Linked DNA regions of Mus musculus: region 1 is linked to region 2. Evidence: chromatin contacts called from public Hi-C data. All regions are on one chromosome and are shown on one strand. The core of a region is the stretch at or near the end of the contact, and the rest is flanking DNA. Distances in the headings are between cores, read along the strand shown.

Evidence for each region. Hi-C and Micro-C count contacts between places; a contact is called where the count stands out from the background.
Region 1: a contact with region 2 is called in a Hi-C map of cerebral cortex, with 4 times the contacts expected there. The contact joins two enhancer-like sites. A contact is called at or near these places in 2 of 484 Hi-C or Micro-C datasets (cerebral cortex and nephron progenitors) and 2 of 115 datasets of contacts at active chromatin or transcription factors (VIP interneurons and neural progenitor cells).

What each region holds. Positions count from the first base shown.
Region 1 is chr10:90,695,588-90,702,583 of GRCm38.p6, reverse strand. All of the region lies in intron 17 of Anks1b (ankyrin repeat and sterile alpha motif domain containing 1B), which reads right to left. Among named protein-coding and RNA genes, the nearest start is that of Apaf1, 380 kb to the left of the region's middle. Within about 2 kb of position 3,138, at least 26 of the 459 cell types and tissues checked have an H3K27ac peak or open chromatin away from gene starts, as enhancers often do. A contact at or near this core is called in VIP interneurons and cerebral cortex, where this site is marked.
Region 2 is chr10:90,304,545-90,310,979 of GRCm38.p6, reverse strand. It overlaps Anks1b (ankyrin repeat and sterile alpha motif domain containing 1B), which reads right to left. Exons shown (of 27, transcript NM_001359241.1): 11 at 3,275-3,411. Among named protein-coding and RNA genes, the nearest start is that of Anks1b, 430 kb to the right of the region's middle. Within about 2 kb of position 2,504, at least 15 of the 459 cell types and tissues checked have an H3K27ac peak or open chromatin away from gene starts, as enhancers often do. A contact at or near this core is called in VIP interneurons and cerebral cortex, where this site is marked.

The sequences.
Region 1 (6,996 bases), core at 1,889-4,388, 390 kb before region 2:
GCTGATACAATCAATTGCCCACCACAAGATCCATTCCAACATCCCCTCTGCTGCCTGCTTGTCCCTGGAGAGGTTGGGGAAGGCTCAGATCCATTCTCCCATCTTCTTGAAGTTAGACAGTGGGTGACATATGGTCAAAGAGGTGTTCCTGGAAGTCATGATGAAAAGGTTTGGATTTCCTCTGGCTGTTGACCCCCCCACCTCTTCCTCTACCTGTGACTGCTGAAGCTGCTGAAGATACCTTGTCGTCAAAAGGCTTACGGTGCAAAGACAAGGCACCATGATGCAACAGAGAGTGAAGCAAAGACAGAGAGGCCTGGGTTTGAAGGAAGCTTAATGGCAGGGTACTTGCCTAACACACGCGAGGGTGAGGCTCTAACCATTAACAAGTATCTACTTCCTCTCTTAAAATTAACATTTATTATCATTATAACTATTATTATTATTATTTGTATGTGTGTCTGCACATGCTACACTGTGTGTGTGTAAATCAGAAGATAACTTTTGAGAGAGTTGGTTCTCTTTTTCCACCATGGGATCTGCAAGATAAGCCTCAGGTCTCCAGGGCAAGCACCTTTACCAGCTGAGCCATCTTGCTGGCCGATACGAAGCACTTCTCAACTTCTTGTTGCCCAACACCACTCATGCCAACTGGTCAGGGTTTGGTTCTGTAAACAACAACACTGTTCTAATGAAACAGTTCCCATCCTCCCCAGGGTAATCCTCAGCAGTTGTCTCTTTGCATCACATCTGCCTGCTTCTGCATCCTTTAAGCGTGAACTATTGTCGTTCCCTCCAGGTGGAGGGCGATGGTCCTTCCAATCCTCCATAGAGGTCATGGAAGCTTATGACCTGACTGAGGCTTATGGCTGACTGAGGACTACTTTCATTTAATATACGGTATCCAAGTTGGGATTCCTTTAACAACCATGAGACCATAACATTAAAACTGGTTCCGTAGATACTGATTCTAGAATATCACTGTATGGCTCCCATAGGTTGCTGTATAATCTATCAAACTAAAAAAAAAAAAAGGTGGGGGTGAGGAGCTTAATCTCATATAATACTGATTGTGAGAAGTCAGGAGTTAAGGTGTCAGGAGGGCTGTGCCCCTCAGAAGGCTCTAGGGGAGAGTCCTTCCTTGCCTCTTTCAGCCCTGGGTTACTCCAGTATCCATGGCAAGACTACTCCAGTCTACCTCTTCCCACGTTCAGCATCTCACTAGTCTGTGTTCTTGCTTCGTTTATAGACACAAGTGGGATTTCAAGTCTATCTAGGAGAACTCTCAACCTCCCTAATGCTGCAACCCTTTAATACAGCTCCTCGTGTTGTGGTGACCCCAGCCATACAACTGTTTCATCACTACTACATATAAATATCTGATATGTACTCTCTAAGGGGTCGAGGTCCACAGATTGAGGACTGATGGTCTAAATAATGCAGGTGAATTTTCTCCTGAGTCTGTAACCTAATTACGTTTACAAAGACCTTTTTTTTTTTGACTACTGTGATGGTTTGTATATGCTTGACCCAGGAACTGGCACTGTTAGGAGGTGTGGCCTTGTTGGAGTAGATGTGCCACTGCGGGTGTGGGCTTAAGACCCTTACCCTAGCTGCCTCGAAGTCAATATTCTCCTAGCAGCCTTTGGATAAAGATGAATAACTCTCAGCTCCTCCTGCACGATGCCTGCCTGGATGCTGCCATGCTCCCACCTTGATGATAATGGACTGAACCTCTGAACCTGTAAGCCTGCCCCAATTAAATGTCGCCCTTATAAGAGTTGCCTTGGTCATGGTGCCTGTTCACAACAGTAAAACCTTAACTAAGACAATTACTAAGGTCATAGCTACAGGTTCTAGGCAGATATATCTTAGGGAGTCATTCTTATAATTACATATTATTTTTCTTCACATCCTAGAAAAATCATTCTAATTGTCTTATTTTTACATCACTGGTCTTGTGAACTTTGAATGCTTTTAGCCAGTATTATATGAGATTACATTAAGTAGCTTTTAAAGCAACTTAAGTTTTGTGTTGGGTCAGAATTTAAGGGTGTTTTAGGAGATACCAGCTAGGTTTAATATTTTAAAGTAACCATTTTGTTATATCCTATTCTTTATTTTCCATGTTAAGTATGACATAGATGACTTAAGATGGACAAATGCATCCCAGGTGTGGCGGGTACAAAGGTGAGCACACCATTAGCAAACAGAGGCAAACAAGGAGACTCGGGGCTCTAGAAGCAAATACTCGCCAGGGTAACATGAAGTATGCAGAGACATTAATTAGTCTGCATGACAAGGAAACCATGGTCCAAGGCTCATGACAGCCGAGCTGAAATAATGTAGAAGGAGAAGAGTTAAGTTGTACATGGAGTGACCCTGTCAGTGGGACAGCGAGTTTAATGGCCCTAAGGAAAGGGCATGTCTGACTCTTCTATTGCTGTGAAGAGAAACTGTGGTCAAGGAAACTCATAAAAGAAAGCATTTCCTTGAAGGCTTGCTTACAGGGCGAGCCATTAACAGTCATGGTGGGGAGCAAAGCAGAAAGAAGGCAGGCAAGCAGGATTAGTGCTGAAGCAGTAGCCAAGAGCTTACATCTGACCAACAAGCAGGAGGCAGAGAGAAGGGGGGAGAGAGAGAAAGAGAGAGAGAGAGAGAGAGAGAGAGACAGAGAGAGAGAGAGACAGAGAGACAGAGAGACAGAGAGACAGAGAGACAGAGACAGAGAGACAGAGAGACAGAGACAGAGAGACAGAGAGCTTTTGAAACTCCAAGCCCTATGCCCAGTGACACACCTTCTCCAACAAGGCCATACCTCTTAATCCTTTTGAAACTGTTCCACCAACTGGGGACCAAGCTCTTAAACAAAGGTACCTGTGGGGACCATTCTCATTTAAACCATCACAGGCCATGTTTGGAGTTTGCCTAATCAGAGGATATACAGCCCAGAATCAGCAAGAACATGTCAGGAAGAAGCAGAAGAGACAACAAGGGCCGATGGTAAGCAAGTCGCCAGTGCCTGAGCTTCCTCAGGGTTTTCAGGATTTTCCATTCCCATGTCAAAGGGACCACGGTTCGCCTGGCTGAGCTGCTCGGGATGCATCCTGGCATAGGCAGCCTGTCATTTCAGACAGAGGCTCTTTGATTCTTTCAGCTCCAATGACTCTCTGTGTCGACATCCTCGGAATATTCCAATCACGCAGGCCCACACATCCGTCCCCACAGGGGTTTTTTCATAGTTTTGCTAGGTGCATAGTGATTTTTAAAGTGGGAGATGGATAAGGGACCCCAGCAGCATAACTCGCAATTGCCAGCACCCGACAAATGACTGTGACGGCAAAAGTCAGATATCTGGAGAGACTTCACTTTTGATGCTGCATCCCGACAGAATCTGAGGTCTCTCTTGCTGTATGCGACACAATATCATCCTGATCAATGGGAACAAAGGCGGGGAGGATTTTCTTTTTGTAATAGAAGGAAGACATTAACCCCTGATGAGACTCTCCATTTGTTCCCTCTCACGGTGCTTTGCTTATATGGTATTTTACTGATTATAAAGCATATGCTTTTCCTTAAGAAAAGCTAAGGTGTCGTATCAGCGCTGCCTCGTGATTGCTTGTGGCCTGCCTATGTAGTTTGTACACATATACTCAGTTCTAGCTCTCATGGGTTGGGTATAACTGACATGGAAGCTGTATTTAAGCCAGGTGTGGATCATGCTTTCGATCCCTACCTTGAGATCTAGAATCAGGACGATAAGGAGTTCAAGGCTACTCTCAGCTACACAGGAAGTTCAAAGCCAGTCTAGGCGACATGCGATCCTAACTCAAAAAACAAACAACCCCTTCCCCCCAAGCAAGCAAACCACAAAATGTACAAGACCCCATGAGGCTCAGTTGATGCTCACAAAGTATCATCAAGAGATTGCTGTTCCAGACATATATATTTTTTTTCTTTTTAAAAGCAGGGAACCCTAATGCATTGAGGCAGAATGAAGAGATTCATAGTAATAGGCAGCATATAATGAATGCTCTGTTCCTACCGTGCATGAAAAAAAATGACATGATATAGATGCCAAAGACCTTAAGAAAAGCAGAAAAAAAATCCACAAGGATCTTTAAGTGGGAGAAACAGCAATGGCTGCTGGGAGGTGTGTGTGTGCTGAATGGACTTATTTGTCCTTCTCGGGGCTATGTAAAATCACAGCCAGCACAACTTAGAATAGACACCCTTTGGAATCCATGAAGCCCAGTGGAGCCAACTGCAGTTTTTGTCTTTAAGATGACCATGCAAACACTAGATCCTGCTTATTTCATTACATCTGAAGGGCCCTACCGTCCCTTTACGGGCTCTCGGCGACTGGATTGCTTGGAAACTCACATCCATCAATTGTCTCCAGCCTGGGTCAGACTGAGCTAATTCACTGAGTGGTGAGTGAATGCAGGCCAATACATCTAAATACGCTCCTCACTGTGGAACAGAGGTAGAAGATTGGGAAATGAGTGGACTTAAAATAAAATAGAATAAAAAAAAAATTATTGTGCATGCATGTGCCTCCCCCATGCCGTGTGTGTGTGTGTGTGTGTGTGTGTGTGTATGTGTGTGTTTGTGTGTGTGTGTAGTGCCAGAGCACATATGTGAAGTTAGAGGAGACTGGCTTTGCTGATCGGTCCTCTCCTTCCACACTGGCAACTGAGAATTGAACTTCTCAAATTTAGGGACAGGCGCCTTTATCTGCTGAGCCATCTTGCTAGCCCTAAATGGTCTTGGTAAATAAATAGCTTTTCTGGGGCAATAAATTTTAAATTCAACTGAAGGAAGTTATGTTTGAACGTTTTGAGTTTGAAAAATCAGGCCGAGTGACCCTGGGGTCTCCCCACCCTCTTCCCTCACTGTACCTGGCTCTCAGATCCACGTGAGAGAATAGTTTGGGAAGCCAGCCAGCTGGAACAGGATGAAATATTTCACACTCCTGCTGTGGACAAGTTGTCAATCACTGTGTGTGAAGTCCAGCCTTGTTTTCCCTCAGGGTTAACAGTCATTCGCTTCTATCTGCTCAAGATATCGTCTTAATGATGGAGTCAAGGGGCTCTACAAATAGCAGGTCAATAGCTGAGGACGAGCTGCCCAGTGTGCGGTGGAGGAGAAAGGGCAGCTCCTGTGCTCCGAGCCCCAGGCTGACTGCTCTAATATCTGGTTGTAAAAACAAAGAGCTTCTGCTAGCAAAGATGGCCTCCCACAAGTTGCAGGGCACAGAGATCGGTGCTGGCCTCACAGTGTCTTTTTTTTCCAGCCTTGGACCACGGTGCCTGTCGGTAGCATCATTGTTTCTAAGGTAGAGAGGAGTTGAATGGTTACATGCTCCTACAGACAATTGCTTCTGTACTTTGTATCAGAAAGGCTTGGTAGGTACCTCTGCTTACTACATCTCCCTGCAGCTCCCGATTCTAATTCCCCTACTTTCCATCTCAACCTCTGGAAATAGTTTAGGCTACATAAACCGGTACTCACCCCCTTTCATTTCCCTTGTAGCTGGTTTCTAATTCAGCAAGCCTGTCTTCATTGTAAAGCCTGGACCAAATATTCCCACCTCTTCCCACAAATGCCTTTAGGACTGGCTCTACCACCTTGCCCACACTCAGCATCTGTTCCTTCCGTAGTAGCCACGCCCAGTACTCACAGATACTCCAAGCCAAGAATCTCTGCCATTCCAAATCCCTCTGGTGCCTAGACTCCTACTTGGCATACAGCCCAGTCTCTGCATCCTTCCGGGCCTGGTCCTTGGCTATCTCTCTGACATCATTCGTGATGAGCCTAACCTGTAGCTCATGATAGTCCTCTTTCCCTTCCTCTTCAGTGACCACAGGGTATTTGCTTGCACTGTCCACTCCCTCAGCCTGGAAGGCTCTTCAAGCCCATATTTTCTTCAGAGATAGCCCAGTGATGCCATCTCCTTAATGATGTCCATGACAACTTTTCTTAAGACCTGATCTATTTGTTAGAGATTAAAACATTATAAAATATAAAACATGTTTTAAATTTTCCTATCTGATATAACATTAGCTCCTGCCTACTGATTGTCTTTCTCTTTAGAACATTATTCCAATGTATTGTTTTTGTTGTTCTTGGTTTTTTTTGCCATTTCTGGGGATGGAACCCAGGGTTTCACATATGCTAGATAAGTATTCTATATCAAGGAGCTAATCTCTTTCTCTCTCTCTCTGTATGTGCATGTGTGCTGTGTGTAAGAACACACATGCACATGCATGTGCCACAGCTCAAAAGATCAGAAGACAATGTTCAGGAATCATCTCTCTCCTTCCACCATGTGACCAGACTTGGCAGTGAGCACTTTTATCCACTGAGCCATCTCACAAGCTGTCCCCTCCCCATGTTGGGCAGTCTGGTTTTCAGTTGAGCTGATGTCTGAACCCCGGGACTCGGTGGTGATAATTCACCTACATAGGACGGAAGAAGTTCTCTCATGCCCATGGAACTCTGGCTCCTGTCTAAGTTACCACCTCCCTCAGCCCCCACAAGAGAAGCATGGCTATAAGTCATGTAGGCAATGTCCAAAGCTTATGACCTTCAGGCTAAATTCCTCCCCATTTACCTAGCAACATTAAAGATAGCAGCATACCATAAAAGGGGATGTTTCGCCCCTCTTCCCTCTCCTCTCCTCTCCTCTCCTCTCCTCTCCTCTCCTCTCCTCTCCTCTCCTCTCCTCTCCTCTCCTCTCCTCTCCTCTCCTCTCCTCTCCTCTCCTCTCCCCTCCCCTCCCCTCCCCTCCCCTCCCCTCCCCTCCCCTCCCCTCTTCTCCCTCTCTTACTCTTACTTTTTCTCTAGCCTTTCTTCTCTCTCTCTTTTTCTACCTTCTCTCTTTCCCCCTGCATTTCTACAATAAAGCTCTAAAACCATAGACAGTCTCTGCTCATCAAGGCCTACTGCTCTTGGAGGATGGGATAGGTTTTCTCCTAATGAGCCATTTCTAAT
Region 2 (6,435 bases), core at 1,255-3,754:
AACCCAGGTTGCGGCTAAGACAGTGAGTTTCTCTTTCCAAATTGACAGTGAGGTCTCATTACCAAAGATAACACTCACACAATTCACTGAACATGGAAAATCCAGCTGGTGCCTATATAGAACCTTCATGACCCTGTGCTCTAGTGCCTTTGGATCAGAAAGGTACTCTTCAGGCTACCAAAAGAGAAATGTAAACACCACCTCAGCCCCCAAACCTCTAACATACAACCCGTCCTGCCTGCAACATATACTAAGCACTGGTGGCATAGAACTTGTGGGAGTAGCCAACCAATGTCTGATTTGGTGTAAGGTCTACTTCACAAGATGGAACCCATACCCAACCCTGTTTGGATGACCAAGAACCAGAGATTAGATAGCCCAGAGACCTGGGTCAAAACAAACACCACTGGTCTAAAAAACAGTATCATAAAATGACTCTTAAGGATATTCTACTATACTTATAGATCAGTGCTTTGCTCGGCAGTCATCAGAGAAAATTCTTCCTCCTGCAGATAAGACACATGCAGAGACCCACAGCCAGACATTACAAAGAGAAAGGTCTTGGAACACATAGCTCCAAATGGGATGTCACCATCAAATCCCTCCCCTCAGAGTTCAGGGTGGCAGAAAGAGTGTTAGATCCAAAGAGAATGGAGAGACACCAGGAGAACAAGCCCTCTAAGTCAACCAGCAAAGCTCATATAAACTTATGAAGTAGCTGAAGCAGAGTGCACGGGGCCTATACATACATGTCCATGTTCACGTGAACATAACATACATAAAATATCTCTTAGTCTAGTATTCTTATGGGACTCCTGAAAGTGTGAAACAGTGGATCTTTGATTCTTTTGTCTTCTCTTGGGTTCTTTTCCTTCTGTTCATTTGTCTTGTCCAGCCCTGATAGTTTCTGTTTTATCTTATATTTCATTTTAGCATGCTTGGTTGTTATCTCTTAGAAGCCTGTTCTTTCCTAATGAGAAAGGAGGAGAGGAGGGAGGGGAAACTATAATCAGGATATATTATGAGAGAAGAATTTATTTTCAGTAAAAGGAAAAAATGAGGGAAAAAGAATATAAATGAACAATCTTAACCCGTTATTCTTTCATGATTATGTCCATGTGAATTTTATATTTCTGTCTACAATGACTGAGGACTAATGAGCCCCAGGAATCATAAGGGGAACAGAACAGGAGTAGACTCAAGGTACAATTTCTGCTAGCTCTAGTTTTCTTAAAAGTTTTCAAATATCCCATCCTGAACTAATAAGTAGAGATTACTTTTTATTTTTTTGAAACAAGGTTTTACTGTGTAGTTCATGCTGGTCTGAAATTCACTAGGCTATCCATGACCTCAGATCCTTCTGCCTCTCAAGTACTGGGATTAAAGGTGTGTACCACCCATGCCTGATAAAAGTTTTGGATTTTGTTTAATTTTCGCTAAAAGATAATTATAGCATTTTTTCCTTTGTCCCTCCAACCCTCCCATAATCTCTGTTAAGCCCCCTGAAATCTATCTCCTATTTTTGAATAATTATTGTTGTAACACACCATATGTGTGTGTGTGTGTTTGTATCTGTATGCAATGTGCTGCTTTCACATCTTGTTGCTTGCATGTAAATCATTTCAGGGTGGATCACTTGGTGCTGGATAACTGACTAGGGGTCTAATCCCTGGGGAAGACTAATTCTTCCTCTCGTTTGGTGGGGAATCCTTACCCAGTATCTCTCAAGAATCTGTTTTTCATTCAGGAATGACTAAGAAAATTTAAATTAGATGGTTTATATCATGATTAAAAATAACGAATATTTAATAATGTATTTTAATAACATATGTTGAACAGCATCTTAGATATGTGCATAAGAACAAATGGTTTTAATGTAAGTGCTGGAATTGTGTTAAGTACATAGCCATACCAAAGCCCTTGGATAGAGACTGAGAAGCAGTGAGCACAAGTGTGGCACCCACCATTGGAATCCGGGTTTGGTGTTTCTTGCTTCGACCAAGTAGACTGAGGTGGGATGCTTGAAAACATTTTCTTACTCTGCAGACTGAGGTATTATAACGTAACCTGTGCCTAAACAACGCTACATGTGTACATTAGGTTGTCAAAAAGATGACTCACACAGTCTCCTGAGGAGATTTTAATCACTGAATAGGACTGGATGAAATAGCTGTTATAGTAAAAGAAAGCAAAGGAGCTCCCTAGAAGGTAGCCAGTTTCAACCCATTAGAACCCCAGTATGTTTCAACTTCAGCCTACAACTTCCCTGGGAATCAATGATGTTTAAATGAAATCATTTATACAAAAGCCTTCTACAAACTACACTGGGATATGGAGTTGAAATGCTATTGAGAATGAGACTGTCATAAAATAATCTAAAGCAAGTTATAAGAAAGAATGCTATTTATTAAAGCAATTGTTGCTTGCATAGTCATAGATATGACTGCACTGCAGCCTGGCTTCTGGGTCTATTCGTGTTCTGTGTCTCAGCAATGCAGAAAGGCATTGATTGGATCCTAAGTACCCCCTCTCTTGGATTTTATGAAGCCCATTCAGAAAGAGCCAGGTTGAGAACACCACCAATTCCATGTTCTAGGTCCATCTGTTGGCAAAAATATAATGCAAACAGCTTTATAAGTGCTATTTTCAATGAAATATCACAGAACAGCTTGTCCCAATGATATTTCTAAAGCTTGCCTGCAAACCGCCTACTGGGAAATCCGACAGAAAGAGAAGGGGGATGAGGGGGGAAAACATTCAGGCAAGTGACAGGAATGGGAAAAAGAACAAAAGGTAAAGGCAGATTACCAAGACCGTGAACCCCGGAGGACAATACAGAGACTGGGTAGTGTGGTACCCAACACAGGGGTGGGGCAATGGAGAGCAACTGCATCAGCTCACTGGGGTTGGGGATAGAAAAACCAGCACAAACAGTGTGCCCACAGAAAGCTTCAGAACACAGTAGCAGATCAACAACCACAGCCTCATAAATGCTCAGAGGAAAATGTGAAACAGCCATTTTTCCAGGCTTCATTGAATCCCTCTCATAATATAAAAGTTCATTTTCCAAGAGCTAATAGAGAGTGCAGTGTCTATTATGAACTTCATAGGAAGCAAACAGCCTATTTGGAATCTCTTTCTCTTAATGTAAAAAAATCTATTCTATATTACATAATAGCCCCAGCATTGAAGTACAGTGTTTTACACGTATTAGTTCAGAACCAAGCAACCAAGCGTTACAGAGCAGGCAATGTCCTCCTGGGTACTTACTTACCTGAGGTCGGATAACTTTTACGATATTTTTTAGGGCAGTATCTGGGGATGGAGGTGAGCAGTCAGGTGTTGGGCCTGTAGAGCTGTTTCTATGGTGACTAGTTCCTGGAGCAGTAATTGCTACCTCAGAGGCATTATCTGTGAACAAAAATAGAACTGCCATGAACTTAATCAGTCAGTTTACCCCTCAAGACTTGAAATTATTTTCATGAACATGAGATGATATTTCAACTTAAAGCTGATATCAATTATAATATCATAATTAAGACTATGCTCAGTGGTGTATTTTTTATTTAAAAATACTGATTGTTCTGTTTTCCTTCAAGATGGTGAATATTAATGCTTGTAGTGTAATTCCTGAATGAATGAGCAATATTCAGTTTATTATAATGACATCATCCTCCACAGCCCCTAATACCACCATCATCACTATATGAAAGGCCATCTCCTTATTTGAAAATTAATAGTTTTGAAATGATGAAACTGGCCAACAAGTTCCAATCTTTCTATTGAAAGCCCATTTTTATTATGTAGGAATTTCATATCTACTTGATTCCTAAAATCCAAACTCAAGCCCCTAAGATAACTTTGCCCAGATAGCCCTAGATCACAGAACTTTTAATTAAAAATCAAACCTGACATTTGTATAGGACATAAACAAACACTATTATCCCTAGAAGGCAATCATATAAACCACTATGTTCAAAATTAAAATGAATGAAATTTCAGGATCTAAATGAACTTCCCTTCTGTTTTCTGCTTTGGGGGGGGGGAGGGGGAGAGGAGAATAAAAACTTTTAAAAGAATAACTTGGAATTCTACATTTCCCTTTTTAATGTAAACCCAAATAAAATAATATCCAAGGAACAGTTTAGAAATATGTGAAACTCTTTGAAATGGATAGAAAATAATATAATATTGGTTAGCACAACAGGAAGTTTATCTGCTTAATAATAAACCACAATCTTTCATAGCTTTGAATGAAAATCACTGCAAATGTGAATCCTCAAGATGTTCACTTCTGTTATGCTTTCAGTTCTGTCCCAATAATTTTATGTCCCATACATATAAACTGATACAACTTAGACTAAGACTGTATTTACTATAGATAAACATGTTTCTCTGTTCTATGATCATTGCTTACAATCCCAAGTAAAAAGAAATAATTTATGAAGGCACTTTGTTCATAAAAAGAAAGGATATTAATCCCCCCTAAAACTGTGTCCATCAGATAAAATTATATTTCAGAGCCTTAGGAGGTGGTTTAGTCAGTAAAGTGCTTGCTGCTTTTGCATGAGGATTGATCTCAGATCCCTAACATCTGTGTAACAGCTGGGGTAATGGCATGCATCTGTAATCCCTGCCCTGGGGGGAAAAAGGGGTTCCTGCAGATCACTCACCAACCAGCTTAGCCAAATAAAAGAGATTCAGGTTCAGTAAGAGACCATGTTTCAAAAGGAAAGAGGAAAGTGATTAAGGAGGAAACTGGAAGAGAATCTCTGGTCTTAACATGCATGTATGTGTGCATATGAGCATATATCACTAGCACACATCTGTATAAGCACACGCACAACAATATCTCTCTCTGTCTCTCCCTCTCTGTCTCTGTCTCTCTGTCTCTCTGTCTCTCTCTCTCTCTCTCTCTCTCTCTCACACACACACACACACTATAGTCTCACTGGGGAATAATGAGACAAAAAATTCAAATGAGGCACCTTTAGATAAAATGGTCATTCATTAAAAAAAAAAAACAAAAAACAAAAAAAAAAAACACACAAAAAACCTTGAATTTTCCAGGGTACATTTCTTTTCTTCTCTTCTCTTTTATTTATTTACATTCCAGTAGCTGCCCCCTCTCAGTCCCCCTTTCCATAGTTCCTCATCCCAGTCCCCCTCCCCATCACCTCTGAGAGGGTGCTTCCCCCCATACCTCCCCCTTCCCTGGGGCCTCAAGTCTCTTGAGGTTTAAGCACATCTTCTCCCACTGACCAGGAAGACCTCTGCTATATTTGTGCAGGGACCTCGGACCTCTGTATGATCCAGAGCACATTTCTTAAATTTAATAGATGCTGTGAACTTACTGGCATCCCAGGATAAGTGGAGCAATATTCTGAGTAGATAAACATTGAAATCAAAAAATCATTATTTAGCAGGATAAAAGCAAGTTGTTTGATTCTCTCCTTTCAGCTTTCATTCTTACCATTCATTCAACCATACTTAAAAAAAATGGGTCAGGGACACCTATGTGTCAAGCATCATGCTATATCATAAAGATAGACATAAAAGAGTCTTGCCAGGGTCTGTGAAAAGAATGGGCAAATAGGCAAAACACAGAGGACTTTTAGAGCAGAGAAAGTATATCCTGTAGGCATAATGTGGGTGGATACATCTCATTATACATCCATCCACATCAAAGATGTGCAGCTCCAAAGGTGAGCCCTACACTAAACTGTAAACTCTGCAATGCAGGCTCATCTCTTACTGCAAATGCTCCATTCCAGTGAGGGATGCTGAGAGTGGGTGAGACACACACACAGGGGAACTATGGGAGTTTCCTGTATTACAGTGAGGGATGCTGAGAGTAGGTGAGACACACACACAGGGGAACTATGGGAGTTTCCTGTATTACAGTGAGGGATGCTGAGAGTGGGTGACACACACACAGGGGAACTATGGGAGTTTCCTGTATTACAGTGAGGGATGCTGAGAGTGGGTGAGACACACATACAGGGGAACTATGGGAGTTTCCTGTATTCCAGTGAGGGATGCTGAGAGTGGGTGTGAGACACACACACAGGGGAACTAGTTTCCTGTGGATCTATCCAGTGTAGTCTAAAACATCAGTTTTGCCAATAGATAATTTTTCATTTCAAAAATAGTTCTGTGATATATTGAATATGTATAGAGAAAGAAAGAAATTAAAGATGACTAAGGTCCTAGCCTGAAGTCCTAAGAGTATATAGCTGGTATCCATAGCCATGAGCAAGGCTGTTCAAACATTCTCTCCTTTCTTTATTGCTTCCAATACTGCTTCTGCCCTTTTTCTGGTGCCTTTTAGACTCCAATGAAATTATATTAGCTAGAATGCTTAGCATTATCATTATTAGTATTACTAATTCATTTTCCATGTGCTATTGTTCATGCTGTCTCTGTATTGCACTC